Regions from separate parts of the Mus musculus genome. Here all the other regions are linked to region 2. A link is a contact called in public Hi-C data. All regions are on one chromosome and are shown on one strand. Each heading gives the region's core, a stretch centred on a gene start, on an enhancer-like site or on the middle of the called end of the contact. The rest is flanking DNA. Distances are from core to core; before and after follow the strand shown. Region 1 overlaps Gm32486 (a long non-coding RNA gene). Region 2 overlaps Jakmip3 (janus kinase and microtubule interacting protein 3). Region 3 has its middle 9.8 kb from the start of Bnip3.

Region 1 (3,341 bases), core at 812-3,311, 230 kb before region 2:
CACAGTAGTAAAACCCTAACCAGGACAGCTTCCATAACCAGAGAGCAGTATCTGGAGGTAGCGTTTGCTAGTGTTGCAGCTCCTGGCCTGGTCTCTGGTGTTAAGTCGCTCTTTTCTTACAGTGACTTGTGGTCTGGGGCATCTTTACCCATGGCTTGTCCCTTCCAGGCTTTGAAGCCTTTGTCATTTCCACCACTTCTACTCTTTACCCTGGGCCACTCTTCAGCCTTCTTGCTTCTTCTATTGCCGTGCAACTGCCACCTCCCCCATTCCTGCCGTCTCTGCTTTGTCACCTGCTCAGCCTGTTCTACTAGTGACAATGATTGAAAGTGGACAAGAAAAGACCACTTTAGAGAACCTTTCAAAGGATCTAATGTTGCAATACAGGGGGCAGCAGAGAACGATGCCTTTGTGCTGGCTGGGGCAGTAAGCTGAACAGCTTGCTTACCTAGTCAGAAAGGGGTGCAGTGATGTTATGCAAATTAAATATTATGTTTGCCCCACTTGCAGTCCTACTGCTGGGCCACAAGGAAAATGGTTTCTAGAGTTCACTGAGGCTTGTGATAAGCAAACGTCTAGAACAAGCTCTTTGGGGCAGTTTTGACCAGAATACTACCTTCTTGAACTGGTGTGGTACTTTGGCGACAAGCAGCCGTGGTTGCAGTACAACTTCCTTGGGTATCTGTGAAGCATTCAGGGCATCTAGTGAGAGCTGTCTCCACGGCTGCCAAAGAGCGCCTGCTTGTCTGACTTGTTTTCAGCTCAAGGCAGCCAGGTCCTAGGACAGAGGCTAACGGCTTTTGGTTATGGTTTTAACACCACTAAAGTCCCTATATCTTAGCTTTAAAGAAAAAAATTAAACATTAAAAGGGGTGCTTGAGTGCTGTGTCTGTAACTCAGTAGAGCAATGACCTAATATGCACAAAGCTCTGGGTTAGGTCCCTAGCACTACACAAAATAATTGTATTTTGTGTAATTGGGTGTAATTGGGTGTAAAATATGGTGGCTCATGCCTATAGAACTATCAATGAGAAGTAAAGGTAGCTGTATTGAGAGTTCAAGGATATCCTCTGACACACAGAGAGTTCAGGGCCAGCCTGAGCTATGTGAGACACTATCTCAAACAAAACAAAACAAAACAAAACAAAACAAAACAAAACAAAACAAAACAAAACAAAACAAACAAAAAACCAAAGTAGTGTGTGTTTAGTCACCAGGGAGTGACACTGTTTGAGAAGGATTAGGAAGTGTGGAGTGGGTGTGGCCTTGTTGGAGGAGCTGTGTCACTGAGGGTGGGCTTTGAGATTTCAAAAGTCCATGCCAGCTTGCTCACTCTTGTCCTCTCTCTCTCTCTCTCTCTCTCTCTCTCTCTCTCTCTCGCTCTCTCTCTCTCTCTCTCTCATGCTCGCAGATCAGGATGTAGCTTTCAGATACTGTTCCAGCACAATGCTTGCCACCGTGCTCCCTAACATGGTGAGCCCTCTGAAACTATACGACAGCCACCCGTTAGTTAAATGCTTTCTTTTATAAGAGTTGCCTTGGTCGTGGTGTCTCTTCACAGTAATAGAACAGTGACTAGGACAAGGTGCTTACAATAAAAATCTGTCATTAATGTCAGAACTTTTACAGTATTATTAACAGTGCCCTGCTCTTTGCTAAGAACTCATTGGAAGAGCTGAGCCAATATATCGCTCTCACTAAGATACAGTCCTCTCTCCTTGGTGGCTCCCCTGAGTATCCATGTGGACTTGATGTCAGTGCCTGTGACTTTGTGGAGAAATGCCATAGGAAGAAACTAACCATGAAGAAATAGGTTGCAAGTGAGCATGCCAGCCCTGTTGGAGGGGCATCACGGGAGCAGCCGTGCAGACTTGTACCATCCCCCAAATCTCTCCTGGGATTCCAGAATAGTTCTGGTTCTTCCTTATCTCTTTAAACATCTCATCTTACACCCAACCACAGCTCAAGAAGAGACAAGGACCTTCCTGTCCCAGGCTGCTCTGTTCCAGCATACCATCCAGTCCCTTTCCGATGTCCCTTGCCTATAAAGGATCTCCTGCTTTCTGCTCTCTGCCTTCTCCCCGCTGCCTCCCCCAGCTCCACTGTTCTTGCCAGCAGAAAGGGCGTGTCTGGATAGAGCCTCAGTACCTCATCTCTAGAGCCATTTGGTTCTAACAGTTGTAACAGTTAAAAATGTACATGTGTGCATCTGTGAACACACACACACACACACACACACACACACACACACACACACACACACACGAGTATGCATGTGTTGTGCCTGCAAACTTTCCTGAGAAATCTTGATCAGGGTGAACTAGGATAGTTTCTGCATGTGCCAGACATTAACGGTGGCTCAGGACACGTTTTCCACTGGTGCTTTGTGATTGCATTTATAAGAGGTGTGGACTCCTTTTTAAATAAGAAAATAGGTTTTATAAAGAAGCCCAGGACAAGGGAGAGTGGGGTTCACGTTTCATTTTGAATTTGCCTTCTTCCCCAAGCTTCTGACGGCATTTGATGAGTTCCTTGGTTTTGCTTTTGACGTGTAGCCCAGGCTAGCCTTGGTTTTGCTTTTGACATGTAGCCCAGGCTAACCTTGGTTTTGCTTTTGACATGTAGCCCAGGCTCACCTTGATTTTGCTTTTAACATGTAGCCCAGGCTAGCCTTGAACTCACACCCCTCCCCCTTCAGCCTCTTTAGTGCTGGGACTGTAGGCAAGCACTGTTTGCCCAGATGAGTAGCCTTTTAAGTTATTCCAATGAATGTCTTCAATCTCCAGATTGCAGTTTCTAGATGTCATTCTTTTTTTTTGTTTGTTTGTTTTGTTTTGTTTTGTTTTGTGTTTTGTTTTTCGAGACAGGGTTTCTCTGTGTAGCCCTGGCTGTCCTGGAACTCACTTTGTAGACCAGGCTGGCCTCGAGCTCAGAGATCCGTCTGCCTCTGCCTCCCAAGTGCTGGGATTAAAGGCGTGCGCCACCACTGCCCGGCTAGATGTCATTCTTTTGCTTGTGCTATTTGTGACCCCCGAGATTTAGTTGTCTGGTCTTCCACTGCTTGACATTGTCCTGATTCGGTTTCACTGGGGCTACAGAGAACATCAGAAGTCACATCCATCCACCAAGGTGTGAGTCAGAAGCAGGAACAACATAATCCAGGGAGGGGAGAGAGATGGAAACAAATCCGATCTCATTTAAAGTGCGGTACCCAAGCCAGGCAATGGTGGCACACACCTTTAATCCCAGCACTTGGGAAAAAGAGACAGACTCAGGCATATCTCTGAGTTTGAAGCCAGCCTGATCTATAGGGAAAGTACTAGGACAGCCAGGGCTACACC
Region 2 (3,493 bases), core at 958-3,457:
TCTCACTCATGCTGTTTTTACACAAGCGCATCTTTCCAGAACAAGGCTGTCTCCTGGAATCCTCCTGCTCAGCCCCACCAGGGGAAATGCCCATAGCCCTGGGAAGAGGCTTGGTGGGAGACCATCTTGCTGAGTGACTCACCATGCCACACAAAAGCCAGCTCACTGTCCATGGGGCATGCTAGTCTTTCTGAGCAACAGACACCCTGGTTTAGAGACTCAGATCATGGAAGAGAGGCTCATCTTAGAGGGCTCACCCTAGAGGGCCTCCCAGAGCAGGAAGACACGTGGGAGGGATGGACATGGAGCCAACACAGGAGAGCTCATGAGGAGAAGCACATGTACAGGAAAAATGGCTACACAGCACTTCTCTTTTACTGTAGCTGAAAAGGGGGCTAGTCCCTACCACTCTGAAGCACGTGCTTGGTCTCCATATGTGACATCCTCTAAGCTCCCACCCCTGCCTTCATAAACTTCTGTCCCCCATGCTCAGCAATAGGTTCCACCACGCTCCCTGGTAAGTTCTAGGCTCTGCTCTGTCAGTGGCAGGACAGGCGGCCTCACCAGGACCACTTACAAGGAAACCACACGACATTCTTAGGTGGTGGGATGTCTCTGCTGAACGGGCCACACTGGAGCCAACACCCCACTGCAAGCTGTAGGTAACCCTGGGTGTGAGGACTTGGAATTTCTGTACCCTTCCCTAAACTGGGCAAGCTCCATCCCTCAGAGGAAGCTGCCCCAGGCCTCCATATCCCAAGAGATGCACACACCCAGTGTTTTCCCAATTCCCAGTGAGCCTCAGAGCAGATCTGGGGAGCCTTTTCCTCAGTCACCTCCTCTCACAATGGTCTGGGTGTGGCCCAGAGGGGACCAAACTCTTGATTTGTCCCAGGGCCTGGAGCCAACAGGACCATCTTGTCATGGAATCTGTTCTACCCACAGTATAGCTAGGGCTGTCCTCCTGGCTACTTGGAAGGTCGAGTCATCAGGAACACAGTGTTCACCCCTGGGGTTCAGAGTGAGTTCTGGGTAACTTAATGGAGCACTGATTGAAAATAGAAGGTAAGAAAGGCTAGGCATATAGCTCAAGAGTAGAGAACTTTTCTCTAATGTGCCAGGCACTGGGCTCAATTTGTGTTATATGTGTAGTGGATTGGTTTTGCCCACACTGTTGCTGCTTCTGACATCTTCAGTGGGAACTGGGCAGGATGGAGCATTTTGTATCACAGGGATGAGCTTCCAGTCTGTAGAGATGGGGAGGAGGGTACCCTGTGTTCATTTGAGCTCACCACTGTACAGGGGACAGGGAAGCTCCCACTATGTGAGGGGGACAGGGAAGCTCCCACTATGTGCGGGGCACAGGGAAGCTCCCACTATGTGTGTGGGGGCATCAGGGAAGCTCCCACTATGTGTGTGGGGGCATCAGGGAAGCTCCCACTATGTGAGGGGTCTGATCACAGATGAAATAGAAAGCTTCTGTCTCAGTTTTGCAAGCAGCAAGGTGGAGCTGGAGTGCACTAGCCATGGTAGCTTCCTCAGAGAGCGCAGACATCTGAGTTAGAAGGAACAGGGACAGTATGTAGCCCATATCTGTGGGTTACATCTAGAAATGGATTCAGGAGGCTTCCAGCCTTTTGCCCACATAGCCACTCAGGCTCCTCTGGCAGGGGAGACCTCGTTCATATCTCAAAAGGCACATTAAATTAAGCTAAAAGGCTTCAAATAGTGCAGAAAGGAAGGCTGCCCCCAGTGGGCAGATGTTGCCACCTACCTGTAGGCCACTGCACTGTGGCTACCTTCTGAGGCTGATGGTCCCTTAGGAGCATCTTGTCTTCACCTTCTCTTCTGGACCATTTCTTATGTGCACAGGCTGTGGACGAGGCCATCTTCAGCTACCTTCGTCACCTGCCCTTGCCACCTGAGGTTCTCAGGCTAGGCCCACCTGCTGGGGGTCTTCCAGGCTAGGAGGGCCACAACTCCACCATACTTTGGCTGTGCTTTGATCCACACTCTTCAGGGCCAGGCCTCTGCAGACTCATCCCATATGCTCCCTGGCCTCTTCTCTGATCTTTCCACTGTGTTCCTGACCAGCAGCCGGGGATAGGATTCTAGCCTTTGTGTCTGGGAGTACAGGGTAGGAGGCCGGTGGGAGGTCATGACTCAGCTGTCCTCACAGAGACACCAGTGTGACAGAACAAGGTTGGGCTTGGGGTCTGTTCAGCATCAAGTGCTCAGGGCCACAGTGAGTAACCACAGTGTGACACCCAGGGTCACCACTGAGACCACAGCCTTCATCTTGCCACTAGGGGCAAGTCTGGGCAGTTCTGAGATCTTCTTCCAAGAGTACTGATGGTCACTATGGGAACGAGGTGGGTGTCCAGTGTGGGCTCCAGCACGGGAGCAATTCTTACCCCTGCACGGCAGGGAACATTACACATTGGTGTGATTGGGGTGGGGCCTACTCTCTGGGCTGAAAGTCACCAGCAGTCAAAGCTAGACCTCTCCTGGAGAAGCACTAGTCAGCAAGACCAGTTCCAGTCCTGGCTCACCCCAAGTGGACAGTAGCTGCAGGTCACAGTGCTTTTGCCCTCATCCTCCACAGGGCGGGGCACAGAGCCCAAACACTCGCAAGTCTTCAGTGTTGAAGTGCAATTCTCCACACTTTCTCTGGCACCTGCTGCTCTCTGGTCCCATTAGAGGACAAAGGTCTGCCTTTGCAGAGGGCTGGGGGGGGGGGCGGGGGGGGGAGAAGAGCACAGGAGTTAGTGGATGAAAAGAGATGGCAGATACAACTGCTGTTCCCCTGAGAGAGATCTCTCTGCACCCTCTGGATATCAGGGCCAGGGCCCTGAGATGAACAGTGTCAATATGTCCCAAGTGTGACATAATACACTTGAGCAGAGAGTGGTGACCAAGTGTGGCCTTTGTCTACAGCCAGGGCACTGGCTCTACACTCGTACCATTTCCATGATTGTGGGTGACCCAGTAACTTGGGGACATGAAACCTGAGCTACAGAGGACACAGGAAAATTACAAAACCACCTTCTACTGTCTAGTGAACACTGACTTTGGCACTGGGTGCCGGTCATGAGCATGCCTTATACCCTCTCATGGGCCCAGTGCCTGGAGAAGGGTTTCTGGTTTCTGGGGGAGGGGGGTAGCTTTACACGGAGCTTTTGGAAGACCCAGGAGTTGCCTTTCTGCTTTCCTGGGGGGGGGGGAAGCAGGCAGCTGCCCAGGCAACAGGGTATACCAGTGTCTCCCATAAGAAGGAGCAGGACCTTCACCAGAAAGTGCCAGCCTCTGATGTACTCACCAGTTCAGTGTGCCAAGAACAGCTATGACCAGAGAATGAAAGCTAGGGAGAAAAACAAGAACAAAAATAAAAACTGAAAAGGAAAGGGGAATCAGAAAAAAAACAGGAGAGAAAAAAAGAAAGAGAAAGAGGAGAAAAAGAAAAAGGAAAAGAAAAAGAAAGAGAAAAAGAAAA
Region 3 (3,605 bases), core at 205-2,704, 150 kb after region 2:
TGAGAGAAGCCAGACTGAAAAAGTTATGCTGTAGGCTCCTATCGGTGCCATTCTGGAAAAGATAAGTCTGTAGAGAAAGGAAAAAAAAAAAAGTGGTGTTACCAGGGGGTGGGATGTTGAGACAGAGGGCAGGGACTTAACACGGTAATCCATTCTGCATGAGTCAGGTCCAGAGAGCAGGCAGCAAAAGCAACATGGACCACAGGTCCACTGGTGACTCCATAGTTGTGTGGTTTAACAAAGAAAAACGCTCTGGTGAGGATCCTGATAGAGGAACTCGTGTGTACGTGTGTGTGTGTGTGTGTGTGTGTGTGTGTGTGTGTGTGTGTGTGTATGTGTATATGTATGTGTGTATGTATGTGTATGTGTGTGTGTATGTGTTTGTATGTGTGTGTATGTGTACATGTGTGTGTATGTATGTGTGTATTTATGTGTGTGTATGTGTATTTATGTGTGTGTATGTATGTGTGTGTATGTGTACATGTGTGTGTATGTGTGTGTATGTGCATGTGTGTGTGTATGTGTGTGTGTGTAGGGGGTGGTCAGGGGCATTTGGAAAATCTTTCTCCTTGATGCTTACTCTTTCTACAAAACTGAAAAGTTTGTCTTTGTAAAATAAGCATATGACAGGGCTAGGAGTGTGGTAGAGTGTAGTAACCAAGCATCAACAAAGCCCTGGTTTGATGCCCTAGCACCCCATGTACTGGGTGTGGTCACACTCTGATCCCAGTACTCAGTAGGTAGAGGTAGGAGCATCAGAAGTTCAAAGTCATCCTCCACTACGTTGTGAATTCGTGACCATTTTGGGATACAAGAGCTCCTGTCCTATTTCAAACAAACAAACAAACAAACAAACAAACAAACAAAAAGGCAATTCTTCCTGAGCCGGCACGGTGAGACATGACTGTGATCCTGGCACTCTGGAAGCTGAAGCAAGAAGACTGATTGCAAGTTCAAGATCAACTGGGTTATATATTAATACTGTCACAAACAAACAAAAAAAGTGAGACAAGAAATCAAGCAAGCAGACAAACAAACGTAAAAAGGAATGACAGAAACTTGCCTCAAGAGATCAAGGTCAATTGAAATGTTCCAGAAAGAGGAAAAAAGAGACACTTTCACTGGGGCTGGCGACTGCCTAGTGCCATCTTCTGGCTCACAGCCACCTTGTATCTACCTTTCCTCCCTATAAAAGCCCTTTCTTCCTTAAGATAGTCTCCTCCCATTTCCTCGCGCCAGGACCACCAAGTGGCGATATGGCTACGGGCATGGGTATGGGCGTGTGCCCTGAGAGGCTACACGACAGAGTGCTGTTGGGCACGTTTCGTCCTGAGACAGTTGTTGGCATGTTGGTCTCAGGCCACCTGACCTGTTACTCCACTTCTGCAATCTCTGTGAAGCAGGCCTGGAGCTATTGCCTCACCGACCGACCAAGGACAAACAACAGCGGCGGCCACAGCCCAGCGCACCCTGACGGTCCTTGGGGATACTGTCCAGCCCCAGCTCGGCTGTGCCTGACTCTCGGAGCCTGAGCTGCTTCCTGTTTTGAACGTTCTCTGGCGAGTACAGTTCAGGCTTTTATCAAAGTACACGCTGCTTTCCTTCCCCGGGGATCTCACTTTGCAGCCAACTGGGACGCTGCACAAGTACACTTGGGACCTAAAGCGTGTGCATGTTGTTTACAATTCTGAAGATTTCATCACGCCAGTTTCTAAAAATAACTTGGCGTGGCATAGGCGTCACTGTGAATTCCTGGAAAAGTGGGTGTTTTCCTAGAGGAGGGAAGGAGGCAGAACAGAGTGGTCAGTACAGCCTGATGCAGGAGGCTCCTGCCAGAAAGGCAAGGCGGAAGCCACTCAGAGGGCTCCTTGGAGCTGAACTGCCCTTCCTACCTCCACATCAGAGGCAGAACTCCTGCTAACAGCCAGCAGGGGCTGAATTCATTTCAGGTTCCCACCTCTGGTTTATTTCACTACAGAGAAATAAACATCCTCTTTATAACCCCTTCTCCCCAATGCCCCGGGACTTCTCCCAGCTGGGTCAAAGTCACATTTGTCACTTCTGCCACCTTTGGCTCATACACCCTATCTTCTTTTTGCTTGGGTCCTCACTATGTAATTATTAGGCCATGGCCAGTGTGGCCATGCAAACCCTCAGTATTATTCTGGCTCTTTATACAGGAAAAGTGCACTGTTTATCAGAGAGGGCTACTGTGAAGGTTAGTTTTATTATTTATTTATTTATTTATTTATTTATTTTTAAAAGATTTATTTATTTATTATATGTAAGTACATTGTAGCTGTCTTCAGACACTCCAGAAGAGGGAGTCAGATCTCGTTACGGATGGTTGTGAGCCACCATGTGGTTGCTGGGATTTGAACTCTGGAGCAGTCGGGTGCTCTAACCCACTGAGCCATCTCACCAGCCCTTTTTATTATTTTTAAATCACTTTTTGGTGTGTCTATGTCTATGTAAGCGTGTGCCATATGGGTGCAGGGTCCTCTTGGATTAGAGTTGTAGGTGATTTATGATCTATCTGATCTGGTCCTGGGAACCAAACTGGAGTCCTCAGTAAGAGCAGCAAGTTTTTAAATTGCTGAGCCATTTCTCCAGGGCCCCCTTCCTTAAAAAGTTTTATTTTATGTGCACATGGGTGTTTTGCCTGTATGCATGTACGCACATCACATATGTGTATTGCTTATGTGTTGTGGGACGTAATAAAAAATGGTATCATCCCACGCAATACACAGCTGCTCTCTGTCCCCAACGGTCTTGCCACCTCTAAGCCAGCCCCAGGTTCCGGATTGCCTGCCTCAGAGCCTCTTGTACCTTCTCAGCATCCACCCCCTAGGCTAGTTATCACAAATTCCCTTAATCAGTAAATCAAAACTCTAGAAGCTTATAATTAATCAGTCAGATTTATATATCAATAAATTCTCAATTCACAAGATGCCCACACAATAATTTCAGAGCCAATTGATAATGATACAAGCTGCCCGCCTAGATTAGATGTTATCTCAAGTATTCTTTCCTTTTATGATTTTTTTTTTTTTTTTTTTTTTTTTTTTTGGTTTTTCGAGACAGGGTTTCTCTTTAGCCCTGGCTGTCCTGGAACTCACTTTGTAGACCAGGCTGGCCTCGAACTCAGAAATAATCTGCCTGCCTCTGCCTCCCGAGTGCTGGGATTAAAGGCATGAGCCACCATGCCCGGCCCTTTTATGATATTTTAAAGCCACACAGAATCTGGATTGTCTTTCTCTTTCTCCATCTTCCTTCCTTCTCCTCTCTGTCCGCTCTCTTCCATCTCTAAAAATCCTCACCCGTCTTCCTTCTCCACTGCCCAGTCACAGGCTTCTTGTTGTATTACTACTTAAATTCATTGGGGGAAAATTCTGCTACACTTATGGAGGCTAGAAGAGGGCATTGGATCTTTTGGAACTGGAGTTACAGGTGGCTGCGAGCTGCCCCTGGGTACTGAACCCAGATCCTAGAAGATATAGTCTAGTGTTCTTAACTTCTGAGTCACCTCTCCAGCCACAATGGTTAATCTTACTTGTCAACTTGACACAATCTATAATCATCTGAGACCAGAGTCTCAGTGAGGA

What was found. A called contact is a pair of places that touch in the nucleus more often than the background predicts.
Region 1: a Hi-C map of the N1E-115 cell line shows a contact between it and region 2, with 2.2 times the contacts expected there. The contact joins two enhancer-like sites. A contact is called at or near these places in 5 of 15 datasets of contacts at CTCF or cohesin (embryonic stem cells, large pre-B cells, pro-B cells and 1 more), 49 of 484 Hi-C or Micro-C datasets (the AML12 cell line, B cells, the C2C12 cell line and 23 more), 11 of 115 datasets of contacts at active chromatin or transcription factors (the HPC-7 cell line, acute myeloid leukemia, differentiating embryonic stem cells and 4 more) and 1 of 9 other capture datasets (embryonic stem cells).
Region 3: a Hi-C map of the N1E-115 cell line shows a contact between it and region 2, with 5 times the contacts expected there. The contact joins two enhancer-like sites. A contact is called at or near these places in 1 of 39 promoter capture datasets (3T3-L1-derived adipocytes), 5 of 484 Hi-C or Micro-C datasets (ECoMG myeloid progenitors, the N1E-115 cell line, embryonic stem cells and 1 more) and 1 of 9 other capture datasets (liver).

What each region holds. Positions count from the first base shown.
Region 1 is chr7:139,290,606-139,293,946 of GRCm38.p6, reverse strand. The region is part of intron 2 of Gm32486 (a long non-coding RNA gene); the gene reads left to right. Among named protein-coding and RNA genes, the nearest start is that of Gm32486, 4.7 kb to the left of the region's middle. Within about 2 kb of position 2,061, at least 2 of the 459 cell types and tissues checked have an H3K27ac peak or open chromatin away from gene starts, as enhancers often do. A contact at or near this core is called in the N1E-115 cell line, where this site is marked.
Region 2 is chr7:139,064,540-139,068,032 of GRCm38.p6, reverse strand. It overlaps Jakmip3 (janus kinase and microtubule interacting protein 3), which reads right to left. Exons shown (of 20, transcript NM_028708.2): 18 at 3,320-3,392; 19 at 1,775-2,727. The coding sequence ends at 3,342. Among named protein-coding and RNA genes, the nearest start is that of Dpysl4, 20 kb to the left of the region's middle. Within about 2 kb of position 2,207, at least 9 of the 459 cell types and tissues checked have an H3K27ac peak or open chromatin away from gene starts, as enhancers often do. A contact at or near this core is called in the N1E-115 cell line, where this site is marked.
Region 3 is chr7:138,917,545-138,921,149 of GRCm38.p6, reverse strand. No RefSeq gene overlaps it. Among named protein-coding and RNA genes, the nearest start is that of Bnip3, 9.8 kb to the right of the region's middle. Within about 2 kb of position 1,454, at least 284 of the 459 cell types and tissues checked have an H3K27ac peak or open chromatin away from gene starts, as enhancers often do. A contact at or near this core is called in the N1E-115 cell line, where this site is marked.